Regions from separate parts of the Danio rerio genome. Here region 2 is linked to region 1. The links are chromatin contacts, called in public Hi-C maps. All regions are on one chromosome and are shown on one strand. Each heading gives the region's core, a stretch centred on a gene start, on an enhancer-like site or on the middle of the called end of the contact. The rest is flanking DNA. Distances are from core to core; before and after follow the strand shown. Region 1 overlaps rnf19a (ring finger protein 19A, RBR E3 ubiquitin protein ligase). Region 2 holds the start of psmg2 (proteasome (prosome, macropain) assembly chaperone 2).

Region 1 (6,577 bases), core at 2,918-5,417:
GCATTTAAAAAAAAAAGAAAATGAAAAAGTAGATGAGAAGATTCCCCCATGTCTAAAGCGCTTTGAGTGCCAAGAAAAGCGCTAAAGAAATGTAAGGAATTATTATTGTTATTATAAAGCACTGTCCATCATGATATAGCCATTTTCATGATTCAATTGCTATGTCATATATTTTAAAATATTTAAATGTGTGTTCTGAAGGTTGGAACGACGGGGTTGTTAATTATTAATGAGAGAAAGAATTTTCAGTTTGATTGAACAATCCTTAATAAAAAACGGGGGGGGGGGCACAAATTCTTTCTGAGGGGGCAATGCCCCCCTTTGCCCCCCCGTAGCGCCAGGCCTGAGCCAATCAGAGGCGTTCTGAGTTGACCTCAACTTAAAATGCAGGCCCGTAGCCAGCCTGGAGGTTCTTTTTCCTCAAAATGTGGACCTTTTTGCAGTTATTCACCCCATTTATAATGTTTAAGATTTAATACTGTATTTTAGCGATGTTTTAAGCACTATTTTAGCTGTATTGGCTTGTTAGATTGTCATCATAATGACACATTTAATGTACCAAAATATTTCCTCAAGATTTTGAATAAAGAAAAAATGAATACTTATTTTTAAAATACAAATTTATTACATCATAAATCATTCAAAAAATTAAAATCTGTTAAAGTTTAAATTAAAAACTGTACAATATAGCCTTAGCCTACAAACTGGCCAGAACATTCAACTGTCCTCAATCAGAAATTGGCTGTTTGAATAATAAAAAATAAAACATAATAATAATAAAAGAACCTCAAAATTTTTCTTGCCTTTCTTGTAAAAAGTACATTTGATTTGATTGAAATTACCCGAACCCCTCCTGGCTATGGGCCTGAAATGTAGTATTCTGTAATCATTATAGGGGAATATAACGAATGATATTTTCAAAACATTAAATTAAATCAAAATCAGGCCTTTATTAGTTACATACACTTTCGTGTAGTGAAATTGAACCCCTCCCACCATACACAAACATCACAATTTTCAGGGGAAGACAGGTCATAGGAGGTAGCATTTAGAAAGGGAAGTAAGATACATGAGGAGAGTTAGGCTGAAAAAAAAAACACCCTCTTGCTCTTGATTAGAGCAAAGTGAGAACAGGACGGGAAAAAAAACAGCCCAATCTAGCATAAGCACACCGGCAAGACACAACATTGACACAGGGGATGGGAACAGGGGATATGGAAACAATCCGATGAGTGAAAGATAGGGTGAATTCGGGTAATCAGGGACACTTTTCGCAATTTAGCCTTCAGCTCTCTATTTCAATGTCTATCTAAGTAATTAGAATCACATATTAGACTTTCCTAAAATACCTAAGATGTTTTCTAACCACCTAAGAAAACACATTGTCGATACCTAGAAGTATTTTTGTGTCAAAAACAAAAGTTCTGCCTGAATTTAATAATCTGGGACAGGTCACTTCGTAGTCCGAGGCATATTGGGCTAAAACGTATATATATATTTGTCATATTTATGCATGACAAACCCTTTTTTCTTTTTTAAATAGTGTGTGTGTGTGTGTACAGAAGATTGTACATTCCATCTTTGTAGTCGTTAAACATATAAAGTCTTTAAATGCATAAATCTCCCATTCAAAGATTGTCCCAGATTACTTAAACCATGCTGTCCCCGTTATCTATCATATTTGAGAAATGTGGGACAACAAAAAATGTCCGAAAGAAAAAAAATCTTTAAAACGTTTTCAACGCTTTAATACATATTTAGGTACATGAATAGATCACAAACATGATTTGACAACAACTGGGAACATTGTCTTATTTATGACCGGTTTATGTCCTTAACATTAGTCTAGTCAGAATCCTGTCATGCATGAGAGCTTTCTGATTGACACGCGCCCTTAAATAAACAGAAATATACACACTGAAGCTTAGGTGTCCCAGATTACCCAAATTCACTCTATGTCAGACAACACACAAATGACATGCTTAAGATTTGAAAGGTCAGACCAAAAAGAAAAATTAGGCCATTTACGTTTTACCACTTGTAACAAACGTGTGGGATTTAAGCAGTGGTGTAAAGTAGCAAATTACAAATACTTCAATTACTGCATGATTGGTTTTTCTCAGGAATTGTAATTCACTTCGTTTTTAAAAAAATTTACTTTTACTTTCCCTTGAGTACATTTTTAGTGTTGCATCGATACTTTTACTCCACTACTTCAACATGCAGTCGCTATTTTATTTATTCCTGTCTATGAGGATTGGCTGAGTAAAAATCCAGTCCTGTGATTCCTGTCCAATCAGATCATAGAAACCACATCATACTGAACTACCTCAAGACACGGGCACTTTATAAATGCAGCAAACCGTTAGAAATAGGGATGCGACGGATCACGATTGATCCATGAACCAAATGGATCACAACCCATGGTTCTGAACAAACGTGAGCAGAGGATTATTACATTTTTTTTTCTCGTAGATTAATCCTAAATTAGTAACGATTGCAAAGAGATCACCTCTCATGTCATTCAAATCACATGTATAAAAGCATACAGGCTTTCCTGTAAAGTATAATAATGATGTAGTTGTGGTGGGTTATTTGAGCTGTGGTGGGTTTCTTAGGTTTTTAAAGGTGTTTTCTGTCATTACTTGTTTAGCCTGCATTAATGCATTCAGTGTAAAATGAAATTAAGATTAATCAATAAAAGATGGAGATCTCAACATGCAACATAAATGATGGTGACTTGCATATGTTTATGAATTCTTCAAATCGCTGCATTCACATCTGAAAACGCAAAAATCAAAAAAGAGATTGAGTCTTTAGTCTTAGTTAGCTATAAAGTTACAAACAGTCAAAGAACACGGAAGTACTGGGAGAACAGTTTATAGTTTAGATAAAACCACTGGTGTTTATGGTAAAGATTCAAATCTGTGCTTAAAAATAAAAGTTGTAGGCAGCAATTACATTATGTAACCAATAGGTGGCGACAACCAGCAATCAAAAATATGCCACCGAATAATTCTTCAAAAATGACACATCTAGCAATGAAACATTAAGTTTTGTGAGTGAATAAACTCATTTATTAAAAATAAGACTAAAAATAAATGTGGGTTGTACAAATTATAATGTTAGATTTCTACATTTAGCTCTATCAGCAACAATTTTAACAGTGAATATTTTAAAGTCCTAAATATGTTACAATTTATTTTTATTCAGATGATTATTTCTTTATTTTTTAGTTTAATAAAATGACAGGTTCTAAGTTTTGTTTGATAAAACTAGAAGTGTCTTGCAGTGCTGTTTTTGTGATAAATAGAAAGCAAATTACATTTGTCTCCTCTTTTTGGCTGATCTGAAAAATGGTCCGATCCGTGACTCATAAACCATTATGTAATCCAAACAGAGAGATTTGTGATCCACTACACCACTTGTTAGAAAGCATTGAAAATGTTCAAGAAGATCCAAAATCTTTACATGCAATGATCGAGAGACTGTTTAATCAAAGTAAACAAAAAAGTTGGATCCAAGATTGTCAACTTCAAAATGGCCATCATGGTCACCACCCATCTTGAAAAGTTTGCCCTCTCACATATACTAATGTGCCACAAACAGGACGGTAATATCACAAACCATTCCCATTTTATTAAGGTGTATCCATATAAATGGCCCACCCTGTACATGGGGGTGAGCAAACGACATTTCAAATTTCTGGGTGAACTAACCCATCACTTCTTCACCCCGCTGCGTAAAAATGAACAACAAATACCACACGCACATCTGGATTCATGTTTTTATTTTCATTTAGATATGCATTTACACGCATATTATAAAGCAAATATACAAATATCAAGCTGTTTTGAACAAGTTAGAAATCAAACGGCCCTACTCTCTGAAGTAATATTCGAACAGAAATGGGCAGGAAGGCTCAAAACGTAAGAAAAAAAAAACACTAAAGAAACAGAAAGAACAATAAACAACAAAACAAAGCAGCTTGTGGCATTGGATCAGTTCCGAGAGATTACTGAGCAGCACCAGAACGGCAGCAAGAAAAGTCCACTCTTGGAAGAGACCCGGCTGTAGACGCGAACAGGACTGGGATGAACAGTGCAAACACACACTCTCACACACACACGCACATACACAAGGCGAGGAGACGAGGAGGTGAGCGTGTTGAAGAGACGAGTCGTCGTCGTCGTCAGTGAGCCTGAGTGCTGTCTTTGGTAGGCGGTCGGTTGTGTAGTTTATAACCGTGCGCACAGAGACGATAGGAAACCATGCCACGCCGCCTCGCTAACATTCAATGCAGCCTCATCCATTACATTTCAATTAATAAGACACAAACCGGAGAAACAAACAGTTTTTCTATGATCCAAAAGGCACCATGAGTCAATACAGATACAAACATGACAATAAAGAGAGAAATAATCACTTAAACAACCTGAATGCGATTACCATCTTATCCTTTACAATGAACGTAGTTTTTTTTTTTCTCTTTTATAAACAATGCAAATCCTTCCGCTTCATAAATATAAACCCACTGCACCCAAAACAGTAACTCTATTGAAAATTAGCATTAAATTGGCTTTGAAGAAACTTTGTTTGAAACATGCCAGACGAGGGTTTGGTCAATTATCCCCATCTTACCAGCAGGGGGCGCAATACGACTTCATTCAGCTTCTCAGTGCTTCTTCAACTCAAAAGCATCTACTTTCCCCGCAAAAATGGAAAACAAGCAGTGATGAAAAAAAAAACTAAAATTAAACACTCAACCATGTACAAGAATCACTGCTGTGAATAGGGAAATATCTGCTATTGCCTGGTCCCTCATGGGCTCATCTTGTATCATCTCAGGAAAAAAAAAAGGGAGTCGGTTCCCTCTCAACTTGCTCGTTGCCTTTGAATAGGTGCAGGTTCCTCAGACTAAAGCTATATGCTGGGTAACTGAGCGTATATGTGTGTACATGTGTGGTGAAGGTGCCTGAATACACGGGTCAGTAACATGAACTCTGTCAAGAACACGTCATGTCATATTCCAACCCAAAATCAAGGAAATGTTACTTAAAGAAAAAGACTTTCTGAAATTTTTTTAGGAAAATATTGCATTTTTTTTTTTTGGCAAACAAATCTCACTCTTATTACTGCAATAAAACTAATAAATGCAAGTCATGGTACTATTTGCAGTACTGCCTTTATGGTGATTGAAATAATTGTTCTATGGTAATACAGGGAGATAAAAAAATACTGTATTATCGTAATAAGAATGAGAATTATCACTACCTACAAGAGAAATAAAAGAAAGCCAAAATATCTGACACATTAAATTAGAAATTATAAAGAGAAATATGCTTAAATGGACAGTTCACACTCCCTCATGCCATTTCAAACCTGCAAAATATCTCTAGTGGAACTTAAATGATGACGTTTTAAAGTAGTAGTTTTGGATCCCATTAAATACAATGAAAGTCAATGAGGGACTAAACTGTTTGGCTGCTAACAGGCTTCAAAATGTCGATATGTCCCACAGAACAGACAGGTTTAGAGCTGGCTTAATTTCTGGGTGAACTCCCTCTTTAATCACCATGAAATTGTGTCAGCACAGATCTAACCTGTTCTAAATACAGGCTTTATTTCACATTCTTCTCATTCTTCTGGTTTTAATTTTGGGTTGAACTATGCAAGACGTTTTTGCGAGATTCATCTATGTACTTGTTCATCAGAGCGACCCAGAACACTGAAAGAGGCATATGTGATTGACAGCTACATCATCAACAGCATCATCATCCTCAGTATCTGTGCATCACTTGCCGCCTTACATTCATCTGTTGACTTTCCGAACCATATCCAAGCTTTAGACCAACTAGAAGCGCAGACCGACAGGTCTTAACAAAGCCTGGTAATCAAACTGTAACCTTTGGTCAACTTTCTGAAACCTCAAGGCACAACCTGCCCTTGACCAGTGTAAAAAGTGGTGCGCCTTCTCCAACATTTCAACAATCGACCATCAGACCAGGACGTTAAAACCTCCACGTAACCCCCGAAGAAGAACACCAAAACAAAATCTTCAATTCAGTGTGCAATCCTTGGTAATAAAATGGGCGTTGAGGTTAGCTGTGAAAGCATTTTGGGTGAAGTCGACCCGTCTGGTTATATCTCGGTTTGAATGCAGGTGTTGCGCACAGGGCTAGCTGGCTGAGGAAGGTTGTTATTGCGTTCTTTAGGCGAGCTCTGGCTCGCATTAGCCGCACACATTAAACTCACATTCTCCTCTGCAATGTAGCACAGAGGACGCTCTGCCGCCCCATCGGGGGAGATTGGGGCTACCATAGCTTGAGGGAGGCTCCCAGAAGCAGGACAGTTTTCCAGCCGGTCGTTTTCGACTTCGGGAAGAGGGCTGACCGCTCCGCCTGTGTTGGGATGGCGGATGTGAGACTCGTAGCATGTAGGTCTGCAGGCGTCCAGGTCAGAGCAGCTGAACTCTGAGAAGTGGCTGGAGTGCGAGTCGGCCACAGACGGAAGGCTGCCGCTCAGAGAAGGAGAGTCTAGTTCGCTGGAGTTGGTGCTGCGGCGCTCCAGCAGCTGT
Region 2 (6,577 bases), core at 1,719-4,218, 320 kb after region 1:
GACGAAAAAGATCTCGGATACAAGCGGCTGAAATGAGTTTCCTTCATAGGGTGGCAGGGCGCACCCTTATAGACAGGGGGAGGAGCTCAGTCACCCGGGAGGAGCTCGAAATAGAGCCGCTGCTCCTCCACACTGAGAGAAGTCAGCTGAGGTGGCTCGGGCATCTGTTTCGGATGCCTCCAGGACGCCAACCTAGGGACGTGTTCCAGGCATGTCCCACCAGGAGGAGGCCTCAGGGATGATCCAGGACACGCTGGAGGAACTATGTCTCTTGGTTGACCTGGGAACGCCTCGGGATCCCCCCGGAAGAGCTGGAAGAAGTGTCTAGGGAGAGGGAAGTCTGAGGTTTTCTCCTAAGACTGCTGCCCTTGCAACACGGCCCCAGATAAGCGGATGAAAATAATAATGATGATGATTACAGAGACATGGTAATATGAGGCTGTCAATCAAATTGGTGAGTGGGGAAACTGCACTGCTACGTCACGTTGCGGTGGACCTCAAAATGAAAAGGATTTGGATCCGATTTTAACGTTAGGAAATAAAAAAAGAGACTTATTGTCTTTATATCACCCCAATATGACTGTGGACACATTAAACGCACACAAAGTTCTGTCCAAACAGCTTACAAAAGAGGATTTTCATCATAGGTGCCCTTTAAGCTTTTGGATGAACAAAACTTCTCTTATTTTATAATACTTTTTGTGCCATTATTTGTGGTCAAAAAAGCATCAATGTTTGGATGTCAAATGAACGTCAAGATTTTGACATCAAATCGATTTGCATTTTTTATGTTGTTTTTTGACATCAAGGTGGCTGCATGGTTACTGTAGTATATACACATGAACATATTCAATACTGAATCCACAGATTGGCTCCTGTTAGTATTAAAAGTGCATTCAAAGAATAAGATGTTGTAAGTGTTGGTGAAGTGTTGACGTTGTTAGTGTTTTGCCTAGTAGCTATTATATTTTACAAGTGCACTAAATACTTTATGAAAGCCTGAAACTGATGACAGAAATGATTTCTTATTGATATCTGTGAAACACCATATTTCTGAATAATCCTGGAAAAAATACACATCGCCGTATCTTTATTGCGTTTGATTACCATATTCACCCTGATTTATCTCAAGTTTACTGAAATGGAGTTTTCACACATTTGTTTTAGAATAATTATCTATAATACCTTGCTCCTGTCACCTAAGAAGTGGAAGCCGAAGTGACAATCCACACAGGCTTCCTAAATGGACAGAAGATTGGAAAAAAGTTCAGTAATTGAACTATTCAACATTAAAGCGTTAATTTTAAGTTCTGTCATCATTCATTCACCCTTCAGTTTGACCAAACCTATTTGGGTTTCTTTCTTTGGTTGAACACAATGGATTGTGAACCTCTCAACCATGGTAGTTGTTTTTTCTACAAATAAAGTCAACAGGTTACAGGTTTTCGGATTTCTTTAAAATATATTCATTAGTGTTCAGCAGACGAAAGAAAATCATTAAGGTTTTGAACTACTTGGGGTGAGTACATTTATATTTTCTTGTGTGAACAACATGTGTTTTAAAGATATTTCAAGATTGCATTAGGGCACAGAAAAAGCTCATTTGTAACTGATGAAGAGAAATGAAGAATGAGTTTACTGAATTATTAATACAACAAAGACTAAAGTATTATTTTACTTTCCATCATCCATTTTCTGTACCTGAATACTGTTTGACTCTCTGGTTTTTGCTTTGCTTTATTGTCTTTATTTGCTTTCAATTTGTTTATTTTTTATACAATGTTCACACCCCCAAAAAAAAAAATCTGAATGATTTCCTTCAAAATAGAGCTATTCAATCCATCTGGTGAAATTATATTCATATCACAATATATATTGTATAAAAACAAAATATCGCAATGTCAGATTTTTCTAATATCATGCAGCCCTACAAGGATCCATCTTGTCTTGTTAATATCAATTGTTCAGGCTGCTGGTCTTGTTTTTTATATTTTATTTTTACATTCTTGGGTCCCAACTAAGGCATAATTTAAGCCTACTTCTGTTGCTCACAAGTAATTTTTTTTTCAATTTATTACCACAGTGTTCCCATTGTTTGATAGCTTACTTACAAAGCTCAAATCATCTCAGTCTGTGTTTCTTGAACATGACAGTGATTATTTTATCCTCAAACGGCCTCCACAGTCACCAGTTTCTAATCCAATAGAGCTGCATTTGGCTGTACTGGAACGACAGATTAATATATAGATGAACAACTGACAAAGCTGCAGTAAATGAGAGAGAGAGTATCATGTCCATTTTGAGCAAAATGCTAAATTTCCAATTCCTTGTCGAATATGAAGGAAAAAAAGCGGCTCTGAACGCAAGAGGTGCAACTCTCACAAGCAAGAGGCCGGTGAGATTTTTAGCGTCTAGCGCCATCTTTTGATCATCCATGTAAACAACCGATAAACTACAGTAAGTTGTACGTTTTAAAATATAATTTTAGTATAGCTGTATTATTTAGACTAATGATATCGAGTTGAAAATAAAATCAAAAGTAAAGTCTTTCACATCAGATTCACTTATTGAAACAATGTTTACATTAATTTATCAATTTACATTTAACAATTATATATATATATATATATATATATATATATATATATATATATATATATATATATATCAACACTATCATCGCAATTAATATAATCAAAGAGCATAGACGTTTTGTTATAATTAGTTTAAAGACTTTTATTTTGACATGTTAAAATGTTTTTTTTTATCGCAAAGATTATTATAACGGCAAAATTAAGATATATTAACGTCAGATCAAGAGTAAGATATCTTTAAATGTGCCCTTTTTTCTTCCAAAAAATATTTAACTTACACGTCGCAAATAATTCCTTTAGGTTTTTTTTTACTCAGGCATCAGGGCGTCCTGAGAGAATGACGCAGTATTGTTAGGTCCTTTTTTCACAGCGCAGGAAATTGAAAGTAAAAATCAGTACTGGTCCACTTAAACTCGTACACATTTCACTGCGAAATCAGTTATAAACAGTTTTTAAAATGTTCATTTCATCGGGGGATGCCGTTCCTTCTTTTAAAGGCTTTACTTTGATACTGGTAAGTATTTGAGCTTCATCATCATGACACATGCGGGTTTCTGTAAGCTGCAGTTATCAAACACTGAGCATTTAGGTACAGTTGGTTTTATACTCGCACAACAGTTCTGTGACAACTTGTGACACGGTCCTGGTATTGTTTACCATGCTACTTTCAAAATTTGGTCAGGAATGCATGCACGTATGACTTTAAAACAACAACAGCACTGTTTGATTAACAATGTTTAATAGTATTTGGCTACTAACGTTATTAATATGATTTCCCTATTTATATTTTGCAAAAAAAAAAAAAAAAACTTTTCTGAAAATATAATGCTAAGGAAAAAGTCTCAATGTGAGACCCCAATACACGGAGCTCCATATGACAGTTATTCCTCATATTCTCACAGCCTGCAGTATCTGTTGGAAATGTGGGCCAGCTCGCCGTGGATCTGCTCATCTCAACGCTAAATATGCCCAGAGTGGGATATTTCCACACAGACTGTCTCATTCCTATGGCTGGAAACAACCCATACGCTTCATCCACTGAAGATGCTGCTCAGCTCAGCACCAGCGCAGAAGGTAATGGATGGCTATTAGACCTTTACAGTACACATGAAATCAAAACTAACCATATTGATTTTGTTAGCTCACACTGCTAGTTTTGTGGTGAACAATACATCTGCGCATGTCATTAAGAAAAAATGTTTGCCCTTAGCTTTAATTAAAAGCTAAAAAAATGCCCTTCCTGTTTGCTTCCAGTTAAATTCTCAGATTACATCTGTCTGAGGTATTGGGTGGGGCTAACATGCTTAACCACGCCCCTCCAACTGTCAGTTTTGACCATACTATGACAACAAACAGAAAAGTTGATTTGGCTGAGTATTACAGGGTGTTCACGGAGTCTTAAAAAGTATTAAAAGTTGATAAATCAATGTAGAGAAATTTAAGGCACTTAAAAAGTCTTAAATGCTTTTAGGTATTAAATTTGATTGAATTTTTGATTATGCGATGTGTGGTTGTATGCTAAAGTTTGCCTGAAGTAAATCTGCAAATATCAGGATGCTGTTTAGTTTATTAAATCAATTAAATCTTGCTAGATTTGACGTCACTCTGCTTTGTTTACTGCAGTAACCAAGACAACACCGTTATTTCTGCAGTTCTTTAGGTGCCAACCTGCTAAATCACTAGATTTAATAGATTTTTATTCAGGATATGAATAATGTTTTAGTCTGGATTAGTTTCTTACATTAATATTTAGGATACATTAATATTTCGTTTATATAATGTAAGTTAAAATCTCGCTAGTGTTTCCGGTTAAAACCTATAATGATAAAAATGTTATAAAATATATGGAAAGTCTTAAAAAGGTCTTAAAAGCCATTGAATTTCAATCCCTGATTCCTGTATATACTCTGTTTTAGGTTATAATATCTCTCCGGAAACTTTTTTCTCAATCATTCTATATGAAATGCCTACTTTACTACATCCATTCAGATCGCAGTATAAAAAAACAAGCCACGCCTACTGTTTTCTCATTTACTATTTTATTTCTCTAGGAGCTGTGTCATAATACAAAAAAAAAATGTTCGTAGCTTCCAGTTCTTGCAAACTTTTAAGTGAAAATTCTGCTGCCGATTACTCATCTTCCTGTTGTTCCAAAACTGTTTGAGATTCTTTCTTCTGATGAACACAAAAGATGTTTTGAAAAATGATGAAATCCGGTAACCAATGACTTCCATAGTGTTTGCGTTTCCTACAATGGATGTCAGTGGTTACCGGTTTCTTTCTTTGTGGTCATCATAAGAAAGAAACTCAAACAATGATAAAGATGAGTAAATGATGACATACCATTCATTTTTGGTGAACTTTTTTATCTTTAACTTGTAACCCAAATCCATGAGTATAAGCCGGTGTGCTTACTCAAACAGATGTTGCATGAGTGATGTTGTGAATTTGTTTTTGTGCAGTGTATTCTCACAGGGACTTAAAACTGGCTGTGCTGCAGATAAGGGCGCCCATCATCCAGGTTAGTGGTGTATGTTAATGCAACAAGTGTACAGGTGCAATTAAAGGCACAATATGTATGATTTTTGTTTATTAAAATAAAGGCGTGCTATCTATTTTGATCAAGATTAATACTTCAATTATCACAAAGAACTTTTAGAAGAATGTTCAAATTAAAAAAAAAACAAGCAATTTGAACTATTGTGACAAACCGTGTCATGTGTTGCCATGTGAATTACAACACGCACCCTCGATTTCTGGTTTGCTTTTATAGAAAACAGAAATAGCAAAGATGCTCTAATATGTCGTGCCTTTTATTAGACTGCAAGAAGCAGCACTTTATCAGAATCTTAAGATGTATTTCGTATGAAAAACAGCATTGCTGCTTACTCATTTGATCATGACTGGATGAACTGGAAGCGGTAGACTGTGGTATAATAAAAGCTCTGTTGTCTTTATGCTGTATCATTCTTGTCTCTCATCTGTAATTCTTCAACTCATCCATTAACAAGATTTCTGCAGAAGTCCCATAATTCCATATTCAAACTGTGCCTTTGTTTGTTCTGAACAGATGCCCTCGACGGCGAAAATTGCATACTGTGCCTTTAAGTCAGGGGTATCCAAACTCGGTCCTGGAGGGCCGGTGTCCTGCAGATTTTAGCTCCAACTTGCCTCAACACACCTGCGAGGATGTTTCTAGAAAGCCTAGTAAGAGCTTGATTAGCTAGCCCAGGTGTGTCTGATTAGGGTTGGAACTAAACTTTGCAGGACACTGGACCTCCAGGACTGAGTTTGGACATGCCTGCTTTAAGTGGTTAATCAGTGTGGAGTTTTTATTGCCATGCTGATTTTTTTGGTTCTGTCTTTTACATGTCACAGACTCTCAAATATAGCCATTACAAAATGTAAAAGCCAGTGCTATCTAGATTTTGTTTTAAGACCCCATTATAGGGATAGTTTACCCTAAAAATGAAAATTTACTCACTATTTATTTAGTCCTCCTTATGTTCCAAACCTGTTTAAATTTCTTCTGCTGAACACAAAAGCAGACATTTTGAAGAAAGCTGAAAACCTGTAACCACTAACTTCCATAGTAGAGAAACACAAACACTTTGTCAATGGTTACAGGTTTTCAGCATTCTTCAAAATATCTGATTTGTGTTCAACCGAAGAAAGAAACTCAAACAGCGATGCATTTCCCAAACAACAATGTAACTCGCGGCTGAACTATCATAGTACGATGCATCGTTTGAGAAAAGAACAATGTAGTGACAGGTGTTTTCCAAAACCCTTTGTTTCTCTGTCGCAGATCCATCGCTTGAACCATGTTAGTTATTACGTTAAACGCCCACAATGATGCTCTAAACTGGGCGGAGTAACTACTTCATTAAAGAAAACCCCATATTTTACACGCACACGCATTTACACAATTGTAAAGATGAAGATCACTATAACTGAACTGTAAAAACACTTTGAAAGCAAAT

The links. Hi-C and Micro-C count contacts between places; a contact is called where the count stands out from the background.
Region 2: a contact with region 1 is called in a Hi-C map of hematopoietic stem cells, with 2.0 times the contacts expected there. The contact joins the promoter of psmg2 here to the enhancer-like site in region 1. A contact is called at or near these places in 2 of 18 Hi-C or Micro-C datasets (hematopoietic stem cells and an unstated tissue).

The regions. Positions count from the first base shown.
Region 1 is chr19:13,131,359-13,137,935 of GRCz12tu, forward strand. It overlaps rnf19a (ring finger protein 19A, RBR E3 ubiquitin protein ligase), which reads right to left. Exons shown (of 10, transcript NM_001326695.1): 10 at 3,774-6,577. The coding sequence ends at 6,142. Among named protein-coding and RNA genes, the nearest start is that of parp10, 37 kb to the left of the region's middle. Within about 2 kb of position 4,168, at least 7 of the 62 cell types and tissues checked have an H3K27ac peak or open chromatin away from gene starts, as enhancers often do.
Region 2 is chr19:13,451,807-13,458,383 of GRCz12tu, forward strand. psmg2 (proteasome (prosome, macropain) assembly chaperone 2) reads left to right here and starts at 2,969. Exons shown (of 7, transcript NM_213032.1): 1 at 2,969-3,108; 2 at 3,497-3,668; 3 at 5,057-5,115. The coding sequence starts at 3,052.